Linked DNA regions of Mus musculus: region 2 is linked to region 1. The links are chromatin contacts, called in public promoter capture Hi-C maps. All regions are on one chromosome and are shown on one strand. Each heading gives the region's core, a stretch centred on a gene start, on an enhancer-like site or on the middle of the called end of the contact. The rest is flanking DNA. Distances are from core to core; before and after follow the strand shown.

Region 1 (7,560 bases), core at 28-2,527:
ATTATAGTGTATACTAGGAGAACATTGAAGCTCAGGCTCTGGGGTTCTGGGGCTCTGGGGAGAGAGAGCAGATGCCATGGGCATCCACAAGCCCTCCATACATGCAACACTGGCTGGCCCGGCTTTCTACCCTGAACACCAATAGCACTGCAAGGGGCATGCATGGTGGTACGGGGGAGCCTTTGGCTTAGCCAAAAACAAAACAACCTCAGCCAGAAGAATGTGGCGCACGCCTTTAATCCCAGCACTTGGGAGGCAGAGGCAGGTAAATCTCCTAGTTTGAGGCCAGCTTTGGTCTACAGAGTGAGTTCCAGGACAGACAGAGATACACTGAGAAATCCTGTCTTGGAAAACAGACAAACAAAAAAGCCCAAAGCCCACCACCACCGACAACAAAAATCCCCTCAGAGTCAGACTGAACGTCTTTGAAATCTTATGGGCTGGAAGGAATCCCACAAGAGAGAAAGTTACTTGGATGTGGTAGAAATTCCGCTATCTGAAGGATCAGGAGTCCTGCATAGGCACAGTGCTGTGTGAACCCTAAGGCCCTGTGTTATCTCTATGAGAGCCAGAGCCTGCCTCCCACGCTGAGCCCGAGCCACTGGTTGCACCTTCAGTAGCTCCACCTCCACATAGTCCCGGACAAGGTCTGGGTGCTGGCGGCGTTCTCTGCACTGCAGGTTGTCAGTAGCAATGGAGTAAGGCACGGAGGTGGCATCCAAGGCGCGCTGTAGCCGCAGCTTCTGGGCCATCATCAGGTCCGTCTCGGAAGACAGCTCGTCTATCTCTCGCTGCAGCTCTGACTTCCAGCAATGCATGTCCTCCAGGCGCTCTCCCACCTTTCTTGTGGAGTCAAGTTGTGTGCGCTGGGCCAGTGCCCCAGTCTCGGCTACCAGCTGCCCGCTCTCATGCCGCTGCCGCTCAGAGTAGTCCCGGTCTGCGAAGGCCTGGTGGTAGCGGGCATAAGAGTTCTGAAACCACTCGTCCCTCAGGTATTTGGCTGTGCGGAAGCCAGCGGTGGCCAGACCCGAGGACGTGTAGGCGCCAGTATTGCAGGCCACTTCATATTCTTTGCGCGGAAGCTCACAGACATCTATTGACTGTGGGGCCGGCTCCTTGGTCAGGAGCACGCCCGTTTGGGCCATGGTACCCACTGCCTGGCTAAGCAGGAAGGGAGGCGGAATGAAGAGAGGGTCACTGGGCAATTGTCCAGGCACGATCAATGGAGCAGTACTGGTCACTCTGTCCCAAGCAAGGTTCCTGGTTGCCTAAGGAACATTGTATACACCAACTGCCTCCTGTTGCTGAGCAACAGGGTCACTCAAGGGGGAGGAGCAGAACTGCCCTCTTAAAGGGCCAAGCAGTGTCTGGGAACATAGCTGGGTAAAAGGTAAAAATGTTTGCCTCGCAAGAACATGAGTTTGTTTCCCAGGACACAGGTGGGGGCAGGGGGGGATGGGTGTGGTGGCATATGCTTGCAATCCCTGCACTGGGACGGCAGAAACGGTTAATCTGTGGTGTTCACAGGCCAACCAGCCCAACTGTATTTGACGAGTGAAAGACCTTGTTGAAAATAAGGTTGGCCAGGCATAGTGGCAAATACTTCTAATGCCAGCACTCAGGAGGCAGAGACAAGTGGAGCTCTCTGATTTCAAGGATAGCACGGTCTACGTAGTGAGTTCCAGCTTGGTCTGGGCTATATAGCAGGACCCCCATCTCAAACAAAACCCCCAATAACAACAAAAACAGACAAAACCCCAAAATGGATGGTGCTTGAGAAATGTCCCCTAAGGTTTCCAATGCACACAAATACTCATATGCCCATGTGCGTGCGCATGCACAAGCTCTCTCTCTCTCTCTCTTTCACACACACACACACACAGACACACACACACACACACAGGCAATCCCCAACTCTCAACTCTTCACCACACTGTGATCCGAGCCACAGAGGCTCAGGACTTGTTCCCTGGGACCCTTGGGCTCCAGGGCTGGGGTAGTGAAGGGCCTTGGGGTCCAGGGCTGGGGTAGTGAAGGGCCTTGGGGTCCAGGGCTGGGGTATGAAGGGTCTTGAGGTCCAGGGCTGGGGTAGTGAAGGCTCCAAGGTCCCTGACACCCCTGCCCTCCTCCCTGGCTCCTTGGCTCCTTTTCTGAGATGTTCTTCCATGATCTGGTCCTGAGTGTGGGCTTTGCCCTGCTGGAGGAGGACGGAGGAGGTTCTGCCTACTTAACGACCCCTTTGGGTGATCTGTGGGAGGTGGGGGCCATGGAAATGTGAGCAGGTTCCTCAGCCTGAGAAGTGCCTCTCATCCTCAACATTACCCTAAGCCACCCTAGGACTCCACAACTTGGCCCATTGCGCATGTGGTCTGAACCCCGCATGCAGGCCCAGAGGACCAAACATCCACCCTACCTCAGCCTCCAGGACTCACTTTGGGACCTGAACCCATGAGAGTATCCACAGCCACCCTGACCCCATCTATTCCCAGGGCCACTGTGTAAGGGCCAGCCCCTCTTCTTCTTCCTGTATCCCATAGCTGGACTTAGATCAGAGCCTCCTGGGGATTTGGGTCAGTGTTCTGAAGGGGGTTCACCCACTGAATGTATCTGGAGTCACGTATCCTGATCTGCTCAAAAAGGGGAGGCACTTTCTGTCTGGGCAGTTGTTCCCAGGACACTAGTTAGATAGGAAATCCTGCCATCCAACCTGGGCATTAAGAAACCCTAGTCGATAGCCAGTGTGACCAAGAGAGGGCGACATTGACTGCAGAATGTGCCAGCCACCTATTCCTAGTTCCTGACCATTCTGTGGTCTTCCTCCCTCCCCTCCCACCTGGTCTTCCCCAGAGGCTCCTCACATACTAGGTCCTCTCTGAAAGAAATCCACACCCTTAGCCAGCACAGGGTCTACTGCCACAGCCCCTCAGCCTCTCCTCTCCCCACTGTCCTATCCCGTTTCCCGCCTCGAGAACCTCAGGCTCTCTCTGCTCAGTGCACAGGCTTGGTTTCACCCACACACCTCTGTCCAGGCTGTGCATTCCTCCCCGCCCCCCCCCCGCCCCGACCCTGTGCTGACTCCCTAGCAGTTAGCCCCTCACTCACTTCACACTCCATGTCAATCCTCTGGCAGGAGCCCCTGGCATTCCCACCAGTAGATGCTTTATACATGTGTAATTTGTGGGCAGAAGCCTTGAGAATTCATAACCAGATGGAGCAAGAGCTGCCACTGTTCCTCAAGAGCTAGAAGCCAAGAACCTTTGGGGGCCAGTGTGGGCCTCCCTCTGTCTCCTCTGTGCCTCAGTTTTCCCACATGGTAGTAGGTACAGAGCTACCCAGAGCACACCACAGTTTCTCCTTAGATTCATTCCTGACATGTGGAGCCAGGGACTGCAAAGGAAGAGAACTAGCCTGGGCCCAGTGACTCTACCTGATCTTCACCTGCAGTATTCAAGTACTGGGCACTGCAGGTAGCTGATGCTCCCATGGAACCCCCAGGCTAATGAGGAAGGCCAGGTCTCAATGTAGGTTCCCCTATGTCAAGATAGACTCCAAGGTAGAGCTTTGACCTTAGTCCCCAGCTTGAGGGGCCAAGACTCGCCAGACACCTTCAGGGATGTGTTGAGCCTTTGTCCCTATCATCCACGGCCTCTAGTCTGACCCTTGGTCCAAAGAAAGAGGCATTTGTGCTCTGAAGGTGACAGGGTGCAGTCCCTCCCAGCCTCTCTCCGCCCAACCCTTTCAGAGAGGAACACCAATCATTGCTGCTGAGGCCATCACAACTATACTCAAAGCTGGGGCTAAGTGGGAAACAGTCAGGTAAAGCCACAGTGAGCACAGACTGAATGGGATGTGTGGGCAGAATGGTGGTGCACTACAGGACTGTATGGAGTGGGGTGGGGTCCTCTCTCATGTTGCCCTTCTTCCTACATTGCAGTTACAGTGGGAAAATTGAGTCGGGGCGGGGGGGAAGGGCTTGTGAAAGTTCCCACATCACAGCTGCAGCATGATGGGGCTAGAAGTGCTAGCTCCATGGACTCTGCCTGTGTCCCCAAGAACCAGACCCCACCACACTGGACAGCCCTGCAGGATGCCTGGGAAACAGAGGGGCATCAGGACTGACCAAGAGTACAGCTGTCCCCTGCACAGATTTTTTTTTTTACAAACTCTAGACATCACAAGTGGGACGGACATGGGCAAAAGGGTCCCTTTCTTTTGAGTCTAGCCAGCAGCTCCCCAAGGCCAGAGGAGATTCCCTAGCGCTAGCCCCAATCGGCAAGGTTCTAAATGGGAGGGAAGCCATGCAGTCTCATAGACTCTACCCAGAACAGGCACAGCCTGCAGGCCCCAGGCTGAGACGGGCCCAAGGTCACGCTGACAGGACAGGGCCAACAAAGGAGAGACTGCCATCTGGCCACCTCCTATCCTGCGTGAAGTGACAACCCAAGGAGCCACCCTGGCTGGTGCAGACCCAGTGACAGGAGCAGTGGGAGGCACAGCCACATCTCTCCCCAGGCCAGTGGGACACTTTAATTACAGAAGGATCCAAAGCTCTTAGGCATCCCTGAGCCAAGGCTGCAGCGGGCAACAAGCAGGAAGGAGGAGCCAGCCAAGGACTTCCCGGAAGAAGAATCCTGGAGTCCAAGCATTGAAGAGCAATTTGGATAAAGATAGGAAAGAGCTGTGCAGGATATTAGGGGCGACCCCCTCCTCTGATGACTCCCAGGGCCATTGTGAAAGCCCTGTTTCCCATCCGTCATCAGGCCCTAGAAGATAAGACAACGCAAGAAGATGTGGCGTGGACACAGGCTGACAGAGGGCTGAGCCCAGTGGTCTGGCCTCAGAGGTAGGCACTGGGCATGAGCCTCTCCACTTGGCAAGGCAGGACCAGGCAGCTGATGGGCCAATGACTCACTCCCACTTGACCCTTGCCTCTCCCCAAACAGTGAGCACAAGGGACTCTGCCTTCCTGGGCAAGAGTGGGGCAAGACTCAGACAGGGAACTCTGAGAAAAGGCACGTGTGACTCAGGCTACCTGCCTGAAGGTGGCTAGCTGTGTGTCGTTGTCCAGAAAGCTGTGTCCACCTCAAGGACCCAGAGTTTCTCAGCCTGACACTTACAGTGTCCCCAGCCTCATGGGTGTAGTTTGCTTGAGAGGCTTCCCAGCCATAACACCAAGACTGTGAAAACAGACATTTCTCTAAATGTCCCTAAGATTGTCTCAGTCAGTCTAGCACTTGCCCCACAATCACAAGGACCCCAGGCTGGGTTTTCAACACCTCTGTAAAGAATGGGTGTGGCTGCACGCACCTCTAATCCCAGAGCTGGGAAGATGGATGCGGGAAGACCCCTGGGGCTTGATGGACAGCTAGCTTAGCCAATCTTCAAACTCCAGGTTCAGTTAGAGACTGTCTCGAATAATAATAACAACAACAACAACAACAATAATAATAATAATAATAATAAAAGCTATTGAGGATATCGAGAGGCCAGTCACTGTCCTCCACACATGTGTGCATACACATGCAAGCGAGCACACTTACATGTATACACCATATGTACACACATCTCCAAAACCATGCATGGCTTTGAAACTATAGAAAAGAAACTCTTGCTGGGTCTGATGGTGTTTGCCTAGAATCCCAGCTACTGGAAAGAGCAGGAAGATCGCAAGTTCAAGTTAAAGATTGTCTCAATATGAAAAGCAAAAGAAGGCTGGAATGTAGTCGGCAGAGCACTGTCCAGCAAGGACAAGAGCTGAGTTCTGTCCCGAGTACTACCAGAGCAGAACAAACCCCTAATAAATAAAAACAGAGAAATGAAGCCGTGCTTCAGTGAGGGGCTTTGAGTTACACCTTTCCATGCTTTAAACAGATCAACCACCTCTACACTCACCAAATAGGAAAAACAACAACATCTCAGAAACCCAGTATGGACATGATGTCTTTCCTGAGCATCTCGGCAGGTCATCTAGCTCTTTAGGCAAGATGCACGGGGGCTGCCCAGCCACTGAGTGATGCTAGGCTTTGAAATACAGCCATAGGAAATGACACCAAATCAAGGAAGGAGGCTCAAAAAAGACAAGCAACAACCATTTGTAGCAAGCTTTGTCCCAGAAACATCATCACCAGGAAAAGAGCAGGGACCTGTTCCTAATGGGAAGGCAAACAGCACCACAGTGAGAACTCCTCCCCAAGGACAATGTATCTGGGATCAGAGATACACATTCAAAATACAGGAGTCACATATACAGGGAAACAGCACCACAGAGAGGACTCCTCTCCAAGGACACAGTGTATCTGGGATCAGAGATACACATTTAAATACACAGAGGCACATAGAGGGCAGAGGTGGACCGGGTGCTGGAGTCCTGGCTGAGTTTCCTGCAGGGGGTGAGCCTGTCATTACTGCAGGGACACAGGCAGCTACTTATCAGAATGTCATGGTGGAACCAGCCAGGGACAGGAGAGACACAAAGTTGACACCCAGGAGAATTTGAGGTTTCAAATACCAAGCCAACGGGAGGCCTTGCCTGGCATCAACCTTGGGAGCTGGGAAGAGGTTGGCCAGCCAGGAAAGACACTGCCATCCTGAAGAGGAAGAGGTGGTTTCAGGGAGGACTTGCCCTGATTTCCCTCAGAAAAAGGCCTTTGGGTTCCCTATAGGACAGCGAGGACTCCTAGGGAGGAGCATCACCCTGGCTGGCCCCAACTACCCATTCAACCAGGAGGAGCCTATGGAATGTACAGAAGCCTGGACCTAATGACAGGGCTGGAGGACCGGATCTGACATTCATGCACCCTCATCAGGGGCTTCCTGTGCTGGGGAACCAGGGGGAAACACAGCCCTATGGGTGTAGCTGCCTCATCCCTGACCATCCCCAACAGGCCTGTATGACAGTGCCCAGGGCCTACTGCCTTTGAGAACAGCCAAATCCCCACTTTATCAGCTCAGCTTTATCTGAAAAACCTCCTACAATTCCCTGAGAAGAAAATTAAATAGAGGATTTAGCAGAGATTCTGAGTTGGCCTGGGCAGGGCTGGGATGGGTTCGCTCAACGGAGGCTGCTGAGCTGAGTCCTAGAGGGTGGGAAGTACCCAACCTGACCCTGGCTGGCCCTGCAGGCTCAAAGGCCAACGGAAAGGACAACTTCAGCCTGTACTATACAGAGGCCACCAGGATTTCCACTTCTCTTCCCTTCCCTTCCACACTCTAAATGCCTAGATGCAGAAACAGAGGTTCCAAGAGGAAGCGCCATTGGTTTACATAGGACCTACCTGTGTGGCCATACTCCCAGGCACTCCTAAGCATGATTACAGGACTTGCCCCAGGGACAAAGTGTGAGGCTCCCAGGGAGATGGGCATCATAGTCTCCCCCAAAATTCTCAGCCAGAGGGGGGATCTCAGTCCCAGAGAGGTCTCAGTAGCTTTATCACGGGGTAGAAGACTAACAGATAGCAGCTGGTGTCCAGCAAGGGTAGACTCATGCCATGGGCCCTGGAAACTTCTGCATCCTGAGTTCCAGTGAAACTCTAACCCGGTTATGTTCTTCCAGCAATGTCC
Region 2 (6,843 bases), core at 1,389-3,888, 200 kb before region 1:
GCATCCTTGTGGGTAGGCGCAGCACAGCTGAGGGACTAGCTGGATTCCATAAGGGTGGCACGGTGCCCTTGAGAAGTGTCCCATGATCCTTGGAAAATGCACCTCTGTCCTTACAAGGCCCTGGTCACGTGGTTGCAGGAAGCTGATGTTTTTTCTTTTATTTTTTCTTTTCCGAGACAGGGTTTCTCTGTTTAGCCCAGGCTGGCCTCGAACTAAGAAATCCACCTGCCTCTGCCTCCCAAGTGCTGGGATTAAAGGCGTGCATCATCACTGCCCAGTGATGCTGATGTTTCTACTTGAGAAGAAAGTTCTTTTTCTTGCTGAGGCGCTTAGCATCTGGCGGCTTCTTGCAGGGACCGTGGGCAAGCCTAGAAAGGCAGGCAGTTAAGCAGGAACCAGTCTGGAGAGCATGCTTTGTTTAGATGCTGCTGGATACAGCCATGGCTATGGCGTGGCTACCTTTGTGGGGTCAAGAATAGCCACAAGGTAGACATCTCAGGCCTGATAACCTTTCCTGTGTCCAGATATCTTGCCAGTCGGTAGGAAACATACACAACTGCAAGCTTATATGTGTCTAGTATGTCTAGTTGTGTGAGTTCAGACATGTTTGTGAGTGCCTGTCTTAGGGTTACTACTGAGATGAAACACCATGACCAAAGCGACTTAGAAAGGAAAGGGTTTACTTGGCCCATGTTCCCACATCACAGTTCATCATAAAGGACAGGACAGAAGTCAGGAGAGGACCTAAGAAGGGCAGGAACCTGCAGGCAGGGGCTGATCCAAAGGTCGTGCAACAGCGCTCCTTACTGCCTTGCTCCTCATGGCTTCCTCGGCCTGCTTGCTCATAGAACCCAGGACCACCAGCCCAGGGCTGCCCCACGCATTATTGGGCTGGGCTCTTGCCATGAACACTAATGAAGGAAATGCCTTATAGGTTTGCCTATACCCCAATCTTGTGGAGGCATGTTCTCAATTGAGGCTCCTTCTGATTATTGTGTCATCAGACATAAAACCAGCCGGTACAGTGCCTGTGTTCTGACTCCAAGGAGGGGTGTGTGTGTCATCAGAGCACAGTGCTCCTGGTGTCCCATCCTGTCCTTTGTTTCCTTCATTTATCTCTCCCTGGTTGCTGTCATGTCTCCCTCCTGGGCAGGGCCTACGCCATCTGCCCATCTTTCTGCTTCCTCTTGCATCTTGAAGGCAGATGGTGGGTGTTCCATTTCACCCTCCTTCTGGGGCAGGTGAGGTCTGGGAGAGGCTGGGCAGACTTGGGGTTGAGAGCCCCATCCAGGCTGTCTGCTCTTGTGCTGGCTGGGAGGGTACCCCTGAAACCACTCTGGGCCATAACCAGATTTCCACTCTGCCTGGACACATTCATCTCCTGGGGCTCTGACAAAGGACCACATGTGGGGGCTTCAAATGCTGGCTTATTCTCCTACAGTCTGGAGGCAAACGGTCCAAACCAAAGTGTGGGCCATCCTATCTCCAAGGACTCAGGATTCCGCACAGTCCCCCCAGCTCCGGGGACTCTGCTGTTTTAAGTTCCTGTTTCATCTTCAAGCAGCTGTCTTCCCTGATATGCTGATCTCTCTTTCCCTTCGCTCCCTTCTCCTCTCCTTTCCCTCCCCCTTCTCTCACAGCTGGGGATAGAATCAAGGACTCCACATCTGGTAGTGAATATTTACCACTAAGCTGTAGGGCAGCCCCCTTTACATTTTTTAAATTTTAAGACAGTCTTGCTAAATTGCTCTCCATCCTCCTGCCTCTGCCTCTGGGGAGCTGGGATTATAGGCATGCACCCTGATGCTCAGGCTGCAGGCTTGGTGATTCCTTCCAGTAACTTCAGCACTGCAGAGAGGCAGAGGCAGAGGCAGAGGCAGAGGCAGAGGCAGAGGCAGAGGCAGAGGCAGAGGCAGAGGCAGAGGCAGAGGCAGAGGCAGAGGAGGCAGGAGGATTGCAACAAGTTTGAAGCCATTGAGGCTGCATAATGAAAGCCTGTCTCAGCTCTCACAAACAAACAAACAAACAAACAAACAAACAAACAAACTTGTGAACAAATTAGGGCAACCCTAATCCTGGACAGCTATATCATATGATCTTTATTAAATCTGCAAAGACCCTATTTTCAAAGGTCACATTCTGAGGTCCTTGGTTGGGATGAGTTTGGGGACACTATTCACCTCTCTACAGTGGCATTCTCTGTAGTGGAGGGACATTAGAGAGAGGGATCTGCCTAGATGGTCATAGGTGATGACAAGTCGAAGAAGTCTCGTGAAGGAGCTGGTGACAGTGATGTCTGGACCTGTCCTCACCCTGACCTCAGACCTGAGCTGTCCACCTCTGCCGCCAGGGTACAAAAGGGAACTGTACACAGACAGGGCTGGAGCCAGTCTGCAGCTGTGCAGCCATGGTGTGGGGTAGGGCAGTGATAGGGATACAGATGGTCCGATCACTGTTTTGCGTTTCCTTGTCCCAAGCCATGAGTGGGAGTGGTGTGGGGAGCTGTAGCCACTTGACAGACCCCCTTCCCCACCCCCCGCTGCCCAATTAGACTTCCCCTCCCCCAACTGGACAGCTGGCTCCTTAAAGATGAATCCCCATCATTGAGATGCAAATGTTGCTCACCCACAGAAGGCCCAGCTGCAGGGCTGGCACCAGTGCCCCTGGCAGCCCAGGTGCTGGTGGCAGAGCCAGGAGGGATTCGTGACCTCTGCTAAGGACAACCACCTTGCTGAGACTCTGGCCCTGCTGAGCTAGTGGCAAATTTTCTGGCTTTCTTATGGGCCAGGTAGACACCCTGGCCCCTCTGCTCAAAGACATGAGTTGACGCCAAGGACTCAGTATAGAGCTCAGCAAAGATCAGCATGACAGGGACCCAGAGGGCTGTACCATTAGGGAAATGACCTGGAGGAAGATCGGCAGATGGGGCTCCAGTTCAGGGCTGATGTATGGATGAGGTATGGTGGATCAGGCTGATGTATAGATGATGGACAGTGGGTGCTGCCTCACAGCCACAACTTCCCTGTCTCCAGTTTCCAAAGGAACCCAGAGAAGAACATCTCCAATGAGCAGAGAGGGAAGGTCAGGGAGGAAGGTGTAGCCAGTATCATCAGGAAAGTCATGTGACCTTCGAACCATCATGGAGACCACAGGGAGATTTTTCTCACAGTTTTTATGTGCTCATTAGAAAACACCCACCCACCCTGATGTTCTTTATTTTATGATAAATGCAGATTTAACACTGAATATCTAAAACTGGAACTTTTTTTCTCTGCCTCCACCCAAGTGCTGGGATTGAACTCAAACACATGGAAAACGGTTGGCAAAACAGTGTGTGCTGTTTCCACAAAGTGAACCTCCAAGTAGCACAGGTAAGTGACGACACGTGACCAGAGACCCAGCAGCCTGTCTCCAAGACAGGGTGCCTTCCCTGGAATCTGCATCATCCCCTTGGGCTTGAGCATCCCACTTCCCTGAAGTGGATGGAGCACCTCCTGCCTCCCTGGTACCCACAGGCACACAGGGCTGGGGATCTGCTGCTGCTGCTCATGAATGCCAGAGCCACTGCCAGCAGGAAACCTCGCCTGCTGTATGCTTTGTGGTGGGTCAGGCAGTGTGGCACAGAAAGAATAAAGCACTGGCCAGGTTTGAGAGGTGGGTGTGGGGTCTCCGGTGTAGAATCACTGCTGTGTGTCTTCAGCAGCCAATAGTATATACTGGAGCCCCGTCTTTCTCGCAGGGACCTCATGTGGCTGTGGCCGGCTGTGGTGTCACACTCTCTGTCCTGCCATTCATCGCTATGGAGATGCTGCTCTGAGCAGCATTGCTATGTAGCCCTACCCCACGTATTCAGCAAAGAAGGGACAAGGTGCCAAATTTGAAGCTTCTGTTTTAAGAGTTTTTAGTGTTAGTTCTTTGGTTTAGGAGCTTCATTCATTTGCATCATCATCACTGTCACTGTCACCGTCACTGTCACCATCATCATCCTCATCACTGAGGGTAGAACATGAGGACTCATGTGTTTTAGACAAGTACTCTGCTTGAGCCCACACCTCAGCTCTAGAGCTCACCTTTTTTACTAAAACAACTTTATGTGTATGAGTACTTTCAGAGTATTCATGCTAACTGCTCCACAAGCACCCGTGACAGCTGATGAGGCCAGGAGAGGGTACTGGATGGTACGGGATCCCCTGGACCTGGAGATACAGATGGTTCTAAGCTTCCATATGGGTGCTGGGAACTGAACTGGGGTTCCCTGTAAGAGCAGCAAGTGCTCTTCTATAAAAGCCATCTCCAGCCCCCGAAGTTCATCTTTTTATTTTTTTGGACTGGGGAAAGGTTTTTTATTGTGGATAAGGGAGAGAGGCATCTGGAGGAGTTGGGAGAAGAGAAAGCAGCAGATTGGACATAGCCAGGGCTGGAGCAGTGTGTGTGCATGTGGGCATTTGCATGCATGTGTGTGTGTATGTGTGTGTGTTGGTGCCATGGCCTGCATGTGGGGGTCAGAGGGCACCGGTGGGAGTCCTGGGGTTGGTGGTACCTTCATGTGCTCAGCATCTCGCCAGCCTTGACTTGAGGAAAGAGAGCTGCTCCTGTCCTCTGCATGTTGTCAGCTGCCTTGTCTCAGCAATGCCCACTCCAAACCGGTTTGGGGCAGAGAGATGGCTCAATGGTTAAACCCTGTTCTTTCTGGTTCCCAGCACCTTGGGGACCCTTAACTCCAGCTTCGGGGGACCCAATGCTCTCTTCTAGCCTGTCAGTACTCCCAAACACGATACACACTTTCCCCACACACATATAGAAAATTCCAGAAAGTCGCATTTCCTGTTAGATGAGATGGGGGTGTGCTCGGGGCTATATGGCCACAGACAATATTTCTTATTATGAAAAGAAAGACAATGGTGTGTTTCTTTCCCTTTGCATGCTTTTAAAGCTCTTGTCAAAAGCATTCCAACAGACATGTCAGCGTCTCCTGGGCATTTTACTTTTTCCTTGAGATAGGCTGTCACTCTGTAGTCCAGGTTGGCCCCAAATTCACGGTGGTGTGTGCATGTGTGTGTACGTGTGTGTACATGGGAACCAGAGGCTGACATTGTTGACTGCAGTGATTTCTAAGCACCTTATTTTTTTGAGGTCGAGTCTCTCACTAAATCCGGAGCTCAATCAATCTGGGATGGTTGCCCAGTGAGCTCAGGAGTCTGCCTGTTTCCTCTTCCCCAGCGCTGGGGCTACAGCCAAGCAACCGTGCAGCCTGCCTTTTCTGGGGCTTCTGGGGTATTGAACTCAGGTCGTCATGCTGTGTGGCAGACACTTCACAGCCAGCAGTGTTCCAGTATAACACTGATTTTGTCATTTGCAGTTCTACACAAGTTTGGAGCTAGGGTTCCCGTTCTATAGAGACTACTGGAATTGTGTCAGGATTGCAAGGCAGCCACCGTGAGGAGCACTGGCTCCCGGGAGTGACATTTTCAGGTGACCTGTCACCTGCTCTTCTGTCTTCAGTCCCCTTTAACACCATGTTATGGTTTCACCCATCTGGCTGGCTTCCTTCAGGCATCTTGCTATCCTGTGAGACGGTACGGTACGTGACGATGCTTCCTTGGTTCCATTTACTAACCCAAGTGAGTGGGAAGCTTTTGGCAGTGGAAGCAGCCACAGGACTTCAGCTGGCTGGGGACCAGTGCATGAGGAGGGTACATCACCTCTGCTGGATGATGGAGAGGGAAGGATGCATCCTGGTGAGCTGCCAACTGTTAGGGGACCAATAGTCAGGCCCAGCATGGCACCTCAGGGAGATAGTGCCTGGTGACTTTGGATCCTGAGTTTGAAATCAGGTGTAGAGAGTCTAGTATGACTGTCTTCTGTCATCCCAGAGCCCATGTCCGGCTCCTGGCCGATGTCCGCTAGCCCAGGTCACTAGCAACTAGCATACACTGGACCCTAACCTTGCTTTTGCACATCCTACAGAGTGAAGTTGGGGCTAATCACGTCACAGCTGCTATGTCCACTCACCCCCAACCCCTGGAGTGGGAATTTGGGTAGAGAAGTGCAGAAACATACCCTAATGTTAGACAGTACTGCTAAGTGAACCTGAGTTCTCCCCTGTCCCCCGGCCCAGCCCGGCACCCAAGCTTCCTACGTTTGTCCCAGTGCCCTCCAACATGGAAATTTCTTCCTTGGGTTCTTCCGTGGAGGGAGCATGTGCCCAGGGGCAGATGGGCACGTCCTTTAGCATGCTACAGTTAACCTGGTAGACTCACATGGCATGACTGCTGCGCTAAGGGACAGGATGAGACCCCTCTCCACCTGGACGCTGACCAGTGCAGCAGTATGGCCCCAGTGTAGTCAAGGCATGGGTGTGAGTGGGGCTCCCCAGGGATGGCCTTAGAGCAGACTCCTTGGCTGGAGTGATCCAGTGGGGTATAAAGATCATTTGCTAAGGGAGCTGGGGGCACCTCTCAGCCTCAACAAGGGGATCTTTGAGGATACATGTATATTGGGAGGGCCTACATCTGTCAGAGGTAGAAACCTGTAAGTGCCTTCTAGATCAGGACATCAGGTCCCTGTGCTGTCCTTGGTGAGCAGACACATAGCGTGACTGACTCACCACTGTCAGGACCCGTCTACCCTAGGGTGAGCTTGGGTAGGGTGGGGCTATCCACAGTCAGAGCTGCTAAGTCTCTTCAGTGGGTCCCTAAGGCCACCAGAGAGAGCAAGATGACCAGGGGCTGTGGACAGTGATAAGCCTTGCTTAATGTTTACCAAGGGAATGACCTGGCCACTAACATCCATTCCAGCTTGTCCACTGTGACTCCTGCTGGGCTCTGCCGGCTTGAGGCCCTG

Evidence for each region. Promoter capture Hi-C pulls out the DNA fragments that hold promoters and counts their contacts.
Region 2: a contact with region 1 is called in a promoter capture Hi-C map of neural stem cells. The contact joins the enhancer-like site here to the promoter of Tekt4 in region 1. A contact is called at or near these places in 9 of 39 promoter capture datasets (the C10 cell line, the HPC-7 cell line, cranial neural crest and 6 more), 1 of 15 datasets of contacts at CTCF or cohesin (the NIH/3T3 cell line), 1 of 484 Hi-C or Micro-C datasets (embryonic fibroblasts), 6 of 115 datasets of contacts at active chromatin or transcription factors (craniofacial prominence, embryonic basal ganglia, embryonic forebrain and 3 more) and 2 of 9 other capture datasets (embryonic stem cells and pancreatic islet).

The regions. Positions count from the first base shown.
Region 1 is chr17:25,465,307-25,472,866 of GRCm38.p6, reverse strand. It overlaps Tekt4 (tektin 4), which reads right to left and starts at 1,277. Exons shown (of 6, transcript NM_027951.1): 1 at 612-1,277. The coding sequence starts at 1,145.
Region 2 is chr17:25,664,441-25,671,283 of GRCm38.p6, reverse strand. No RefSeq gene overlaps it. Among named protein-coding and RNA genes, the nearest start is that of Gm22645, 26 kb to the left of the region's middle. Within about 2 kb of position 2,638, at least 18 of the 459 cell types and tissues checked have an H3K27ac peak or open chromatin away from gene starts, as enhancers often do. A contact at or near this core is called in neural stem cells and oligodendrocyte precursor cells, where this site is marked.